Regions from separate parts of the Mus musculus genome. Here region 1 is linked to region 2. Evidence: chromatin contacts called from public promoter capture Hi-C data. All regions are on one chromosome and are shown on one strand. The core of a region is the stretch at or near the end of the contact, and the rest is flanking DNA. Distances in the headings are between cores, read along the strand shown. Region 1 holds the start of Rab39 (RAB39, member RAS oncogene family). Region 2 holds the start of Acsbg1 (acyl-CoA synthetase bubblegum family member 1).

What was found. Promoter capture Hi-C pulls out the DNA fragments that hold promoters and counts their contacts.
Region 1: a contact with region 2 is called in a promoter capture Hi-C map of embryonic stem cells, with 3 times the contacts expected there. The contact joins the promoter of Rab39 here to the promoter of Acsbg1 in region 2. A contact is called at or near these places in 2 of 39 promoter capture datasets (embryonic stem cells and liver).

What each region holds. Positions count from the first base shown.
Region 1 is chr9:53,704,728-53,708,696 of GRCm38.p6, reverse strand. Rab39 (RAB39, member RAS oncogene family) reads left to right here and starts at 2,465. Exons shown (of 2, transcript NM_175562.3): 1 at 2,465-2,808. The coding sequence starts at 2,582.
Region 2 is chr9:54,659,871-54,663,894 of GRCm38.p6, reverse strand. It overlaps Acsbg1 (acyl-CoA synthetase bubblegum family member 1), which reads left to right and starts at 2,010. Exons shown (of 14, transcript NM_053178.2): 1 at 2,010-2,346. The coding sequence starts at 2,225.

The sequences.
Region 1 (3,969 bases), core at 1,216-3,715, 960 kb after region 2:
AAGGCATGCAGCTGAGAAGTAAATCAGAGCACTGGCCCCATCTCCTGGGTACCCAGCTTCAATACCCAGCACCTATATGTTAGTCCACATCCTGTTGTAAATCTGATGCTCCCTTCTGGGCATCTGCCTGCATCAAGCCCCCAAATGGTGCTCAGACATAATGCATTCAAAACACTCATATTCAAGAAGAGGAGGAATGGGGCTGGTAAGATGGCTCAGTGGGTAAGAGCACCCGACTGCCTCTTCCGAAGATCCAGAGTTCAAATCCCAGCAACCACATAGTGGCTCACAACCATCTGTAACGAGATCTGATTCCCTCTTCTGGAGTGTCTGAAGACAGCTACAGTGTACTTACATATAATAAATAAATAAATCTTAAAAAAAAAGAAGAGGAGGAAAAGAAGGAGGAAGATGAAAAGGTGGAAGACGAGGAGGAGGAGGTAGAGGAAGAAGAGGAGGAGGAGGAGAAAAAGAAAAACAGACAAAAAGGTTGCCATGCTCTCACAGAAAGAAATTATCTTTACCCAAAAATGCCACTCCTCTGTCTCAGAGGATAGAACCGTCACTTGGTTACCCTTAAACGGAGGGGTCCTGAGAGGTCAGAGGTGAGAATGATGAGAACAGGTAGGTTGAATCTGATAATTAGGGGGTCTCATGCACAGTTATCTGAAACAATTGTTTCATGAGAGTCTGCGGCATAGAAAGTGTATGAAGGTTTGTTAAAGATAGTCTTGTGGACAAGAAATGAGGGAGGAGGGCTCTTTTGAATACGTGAAAAGGAACAAGATGGTGGAAGCAAAGAAACATCACCGAGGGGGTTCTGATTAATTAGCTTTAGGACTGAGAACACTCAAATATGGTTGTAGGCAGAGGAGTAGAAACTAATAGTAGAGCCAGGTGGTGGTGGTGGTGGTGGTGCACTCTTTTAAGCCCAGCGCTAGGGATGCAGAGGCAGGCGGATCTTTGTGAGTTCGAGACCAATCTGGTTGACAACACTAGTTCTAGGATAGCCAGGGGTACATAAAAAACCCTGTCTCAACAAAACAAAAATAATAAATAAATAAACAGGAAGGAGGGAGGAAGAAAGAGGGGGAAGGAAGGAAGGAAGGAAAGTAGGAAGGAAGGAAGGAAGGAAGGAAGGAAGGAAGGAAGGAAGGAAGGAAGAACAATTGTAGAAGGGAGACAAGATACATACCACATAAAATAAAGATTGACTAATTGCAGACAGGGGCCTAAAGATGCATGGCAGAGGAAAGAAGAGTTCTCTGAAAGTCACGCTTCTTCCTCCAAAACAAAGAAAGGAATTAAGGATGAGTGTGATAGTTAGATGTTGCAAGAAAAGAATGAAATGGTTGGCAAGAAATTTGCACAGTCCTAGCTGTCCTGGAACTCACTCTGTAGACCAGGCTGGTCTTGAACTGAGAAATCCATCTGCCTCTGTCCTCTGTGTAGCTGACACAGAGAGTTACAGGATATAATCTTAAACTTCTGATCCTCGAGCCCCATGTGGTGGAATAATAACCGTGGGCCACCATATTTGTTTTATGCGGAGTTGGGGACTAAACCCAGGGTTTCATGTTGCTAGGCAACTCTACCACCTGGGGGCTACATCCCAGTCCAGAAGAGAACACAGTAAGGTCTCACCAACATTTAAATTACGCTTCGTTTATTAGGTCTTTGGTCATACGCAAGCAGAGGGCAGCTATAGACCGAGAATAATGATGACTCGTATGAGCTTCTCAACATTTTAAGTTTTTCCCAGGCTGAAGGGCCCCAACGAGCATAGGGCTAGAACCATCCTGAAAACGCTGTGGCAAACAGCAACAGGCAATCCTTAACAGAAACTATCAGAACTAGTTCTGCAAATTTGTTTTCTTCAGAGGAAACTGTCAACTGGAATCTTCTGAGAACCCGGACACCACGAATCCACATACAGAAGCCTGACTGACTTTCAAAACTAGGGTCTTAGTCTGAAGAGAGCCTTCGCAGATGCGTGAGAGAAAATGACTCTCACTTCCCATTGGCTGACCTTTCTGGAGTTTAGCCCTTGAGTACATTTTCATTGGTTGCTATTGCTGTCACATCCTTTCGCCACACCCATTCCTTGTCCATTTCCAGCAAGATCTGCACTAGAATACGCTAAGGTCGTCTAGAGTTCTGCTACTTCCCTATCCCCTCAGCCGACGCTCTCGCCGCGCCCCTCTAGTTAGAGGCCCCGCCCCCGCACGACCAATGACCCGCCTCTACAACGTCAGTTCCCTCCCCTTACAGCTGGGGCCCGGCCCCCTGCCCGACGCAGCTGCTCTGCAAGTTAGGTTCCCGCCCCCAACTCACGATCACACCCCTACCTACGGTCCCTTCCAAACTCGTGGCCCCGCCCTCACTCTCAAGCCCCACCCCAATCAGACCAAGTCCACGCCCCCTGCCCGCGGCCCCGCCCCTCCTTCCCCAGAGGGCGGCTACCAGGCGGCGGCCGCAGCCGCAGGAAGATGCTGGAAGCGGGCGGGCGCGCGCCGCGTAGGTGCTGAAGGGACAGTTCCTTAGGCAGAACTTGCTCCTGAGCGCACGGGGCACGTAGGCGATGGAGACTATTTGGATCTATCAGTTCCGCCTTATTGTGATCGGAGACTCCACGGTGGGCAAGTCGTGCCTTCTGCACCGCTTCACCCAGGGCCGCTTCCCAGGGCTGCACTCCCCCGCCTGCGACCCCACAGTCGGCGTGGACTTCTTCTCGCGCCTGCTGGAGATTGAGCCGGGCAAGAGGATCAAGCTGCAGCTCTGGGACACGGCGGGGCAGGAGCGCTTCAGGTAGGGAGGCACCCGCCACAGGCTCTCGAAAGTGCTAGCGCTCGGTGCTCGCTTCCCCTTCGCCCCTCCCCTTCCAGGGGCGACTTCCTCCTCCGCAGTTTCTTCTTTCTTTAGTGCGGATTTCCTGCGCCCCCTTTCTGTCTCCTTTCCTGTCCGAATCAGGGTCGCCGGTCTTTCCCAGCTCTGTCTGCTCCTCTTGGCCGTTTGGGTCCCTTTGGCTCCACCGCTGCCTTCTCCCCAAACTCGACTTCGCTCGCCGTTCACACACACCCTGCCTCAGCCACCCTCCTCCTAGCACCTCCTCCAAGCCTTGACCAAGCCTCTTTCAGGCCCGGGAAATATGCCAAGTGGGGTTCCCAGGTCTGTGAAAAATCTTTAGTTCTCAGCAAGCAGAATTCCAGACGGGGTTCCAGCCCTCGGAACGGTTCACAGAGAGATGCATGCGGTAATGGTTTAAACATCTGAAAGCACCGAGTGTGGTCATCAGAAAATTCTGGGCCATGACCCTCGGGAGTAGGTCTTGGAAAACAACTAAATGCAACATCGGAGTCACTGAGACAACTAAGGGTGTGTGTTTGCATTTATAGGGTGAAGTTTCCTTTAAAAGTTTGTCACCTTTGACGCTTTGGTGTGAAAAAGATAATACTGAGGGTTGTCTGCAACCCTTCCTTTATTTCACTGATGGATTCGTAACATTCTGTATGTGACAACAGAAGAAAGCACTTTTCTAAATGGGGAGAGAGTCAGTCTCAAGTAAATAGTCTCATTCTGGTTGTTTACTGGGGAACCTGAAAGATTGTATAAAGTCGACTGGCCTTACAGAAAAAAAGTAAATGAAACTGAATTCCTTGGATAGTTGAGATTAAATCACATTTAAAGCGTATTTCCAGTTTTTGAGATCGAAGAGTACTTTGTTCTAGAGCAAAGTAAGAAAGCTGATAATGTAGGGAATTGTTTCTTTAAAAATCATATGATCGGGGCTGATGAGATGGCTTAGTAGGTAGAGATGGCTTAGAGCGCACTGACTGTTCTTCATTCTGAAGGTCCTGAGTTCAAATCCCAGCAACCACATGGTGGCTCACAACCATCCCTAATGAGATCTGATGCCCTCTTCTGGTGTGTCTAAAGATGGCTACAGTGTATTTACATATAATAAAAAAA
Region 2 (4,024 bases), core at 761-3,260:
AACATGCAGGCTTTCCTCATCAACCGAAGGGGTGTGCATGGTTGTTTTCCATCCAGAATGCTGGGAATAGATGTGTTAAGTACATTGTAACATTTATTATCTGTAGAGCGAGGCCTCACCCAAATAACTCACTCTTATGAAAGAGGCCCCATGTACTTTGTAAAAGAGTTTGCTATTATGCTTATTGCAAACCTTCCTCCTCAGACTCTTCTCCCCTGTTGTTTCTCAGGCAATTGAAGGTATTCTTGTGGAAGAGGTCACAGCTACTTTGTAAAAGACATGAGCTTTACAACGGCCTTTAGATGTAGTTATGCCTTAAGCTTTGTTGTGTTAACTGTCAGGAGGAAACTTTCCCCAAAGTTCTAACTGGTCCAGGAACTGTGTTTAAATAGACCAAAAATAAACTGCTTAGGGTCGGACTCTAGAAGGTTGAACCAGCCCAGCTAACTAAGTCATGTTGAGGTAGGTTTTCTTCTTACTGCTTGTGGTTCATTCCACTGGTGGCAGTAGAGCTTGCAGGAACCCCATAGAACCTTATGAATTCAGATCCACAGCCATTTTTCTTTTTCCTTCTCCTGGTCTGTTTTTCAGATGCCAGGCAAAAACCTAAATATGCTTGCTTCACCACTCACTGTTTCTCTGACCCTCATACTTAACTTACACTTGACTTTCCATCTCCCTCCTCTGGCAGATGTCAGGATACACACACAGACACACAGACACACAGACACACAGACACACACACACACACACACACACACACATATATATATATATATATATACACATACACATATACATATTTATATATATACATATATGTATATAATATTATATATATTTTTTAACCTTACCTGCCATGTTGTTTTTCTCCCAAATTATAATAAAATTGTTCTCAGGCTTCCTTTTGTGTCTATTTAAATTCTTTATTAACAAGACCATTGACCCAAAAAGGGAACCTTGATTTCTCCCAATGACAATAAGAATCTCTGCCAAAATTTGCACTAAGTTTTGTCTCCCCCAAATGATGCTCCTCCCAGAGCATCAGAGAGTAGCCTTATTTGGAAATGGGGTTTATGCAGGTGTAATCAGCTAAGATAAATTCATACAGGATTGCTATGGACCTTAGTCTGATGCTTGATGGCCTTCTAAGGAAACAGAGATGTAGACAGAGGGGAAGCCAACCATGGAAGAGTAGGGGGGACACGGACACTGCATGTAAAAGCCAAGTTGGACAAGCAGGGGCACTGACCTGAAGAAACTAGGGCAGAGGCCAGCAGTCTTCCATGATCCTTTCACACCTGGATTTCAGGCCTCTGGCCTCCAGAAGGATGAGAGAATGCATTTTTGTTCCTCTAAGCCATCTGGATTATAGTTGTTTTACTTTGTTTTAATTATGGAAGTCACAGGAATGAATATATAGTTCACCTTAGAGGATCTCTCTGGTATTCAGAGAAAAGCGCCTGCCCTGTGCATTTCCTGCCTCTCTGTTCATGGCTGCCTGCCAACTAGGCTTTCCTCCTTAAACTAAAGGGGCAAACCCTTGCTTCTGTCTAGGTGTCCCCAAATGGCCCCATTTTGGGGTTCTCTCTCATGCCTGTTTAGTGTAGATGCTTCTATGAGCTATACAGTAGTCCTCTTTATTGGAAATTCCACTTTCTTGTCCTCACAATACTGGGCTCTTTGTGGGCAGGGGCTGTGGCTCTCCTGTTGTGTCCAGTACAGGATCTAGAGCCAGGGACTGGGGCAAACCTTCCTGGGTTGCATTCATCTGTTCATGTTGAGGCTACACACGCTGAAGCTGGACTTTGGGGCCAGCAGCCATCTCAGGCTCAGTCTGGATTTGTGTTGGGAACCCCCTTTGCTCCAAAGTGTCCCTTTAAAGACAGTAAAGAGGTTTTCTGAGGGCCTAGAAGTCCTAAGCCCATTGGCTAGACCTTCTGGGAGAACTGGGGGCCAATTTGCATAAAAATGAAGGCTGGCTTCATTGAAATTCTCCTCATCTTGAATGCAGCGGAAAAACCAGGAAGAAAAGGAAAGTTTTAGTCCTGAGCAATTTACTGCCTAGGAACATTCTGAGCTTCTGAAAACAGAGAGGAAATGGGGCCCTCCGGGTCACTTCAGGCACCGCCCACCTCAGCCCCATGCCCGCCCCCCGCTGCCCCCTCAAGGCCAGCCTCTCACTGTGGGAGACCGCACTGTCTTCGGTGAATGCACACAGCAGATGCCACGCGGTTCTGAAGCAGGATACTGCTGTCTGTCCAGGGACTCCAACATGCCTGACAGCAGAGATGATCAGCAGCAGGGGGCCAGCTTGGGGACCTCCCAAGACAACTCGCAAACCAGGTGGGTTCAGTGCTCCAAGGTCAGCACGTGGGGCTTGGGGCTCCATATCACGATGTGATGCTGGAGGACCTGAAGCAAGCTGCCCCTCTTTCTGAGTCTCGGTTTCTTCGCCAGATCTCTGTGAAGGAAAAAGAGCAGGGCAGGGACATTTATCCTTCGGAGTGTGATTCAGTGTGTCTGTTCCTCTGTTGGCCGTTAGAGATTCAACTGAGGTACAAGTCACATTGGTATTAAGAAAGACTTTTTTTTCAGTCAGCAAGCACGTTCCTTTGTCTCCCCATGGTTGGAGGTGACCTGGTATATGGTAGGAGCGGGCAGGCAATGACCGAAAAGTTCGAGGGAGCACCCATGGTTTCCATTCCAGCCTGCTATGACCTTGGAAAGTCTCTGGCCCTCTCTGTCCGTACCTGAACAGAGATTGAGGTTATCTCTGATATGGAGGAACTGCATTTGTGTCCCATAAGAGAGCAAGAACAGAAGAGTGGAAGATAGGGCTCAGAGAGAGCAGTGTGCTAAACAGCTGGGCTGTCTACAGGGTAGGTCAAGGACAAGGAATCTGCAAGGTTTGAAAACGCTCAAGAACATGACCACTGTCCTTGTAAGGACTATGTGGGAAGAGGTGTGACAGATGAGAAGACATGTTAATGTGCCCCATTAGGTCCCCTGGACAAACTCATCAGGAGAGTGGGCTGCTGTTTACCTAGAAACAGTATCCCTTCCCCCTGTATGGATGGCAAGTGTAGGGGAGCAACTGTGGCCCTGAACAATTCTATGCTCTTGGCATAGGAAGGCCTGGGCCCTGGAGGTTCTGGGTCTATTCTGGGTAGCATCACTCATGATGTCATGAGGTCAGTGAGCAGGGGCCATCCCGACATCCCAGGTGATATTTCCAGATGTCTGGAAAGTTCAGCTCTCAAAAATGAAGAATAGCGTCTGCTGGTTTTCAAAGTCCCTTGTTCCACTTAGTGAGGGCTGGTGAGTTTGTCCAGAGAACCTAATAGGGCACGCATGTTAAGTCTTCCCATTTGTCCCATCTCTTTCTGCATAGGGTCAGTAGCTCCAGTGTTTGCTGAAGTCCATGTATCGGGTCTATGTTGACAGGGACTTAGCCAATAGGGAGGAATTTTGAACATCTGAGCTCACAGGCTCTAGGTCTGCCTCACTGATAACACAGATAGAGGTGGTCAAACCTGGGAGCCATCTTCAGCTTGGGCAGCAAAGGACTCTGTCGTGGGAAGGAGCACAGGTTCAGGAGGTCCCTGCAGGACAGACAGGGACTGGAAGCCAGGGTTAGAGTGTCAGCTCTATCGCCTGCTTTCTGAGCAACATTGAGTAAATTGTTGACGCTCTCCGATTTTCAATGTGTCTCTCTGTGCAATTGAAGATGACCTTGACTTCTTCCTTGACCTTGATCATATATGAAGATGGTTTCAGAGATCCAGGGGCACACACACCACAGACACAGTAACCCCAGAACAAATCCCAGGGCATCTTGGCAGCAGACTGCAAAGCAGACTTGAGCTCTAGTCGGGCTCCGCTCCTGACTTATTCTGTGACTCAAGGCAAGACATACTCTCTCTGAGCCTCACTTTCCCCATCTATCCAACAGGGGAAGTGAATATACCCTGGCAACCTTGCAGTGTAACTGCAAGAAGAGACCATTGATCTCTTATTGGAG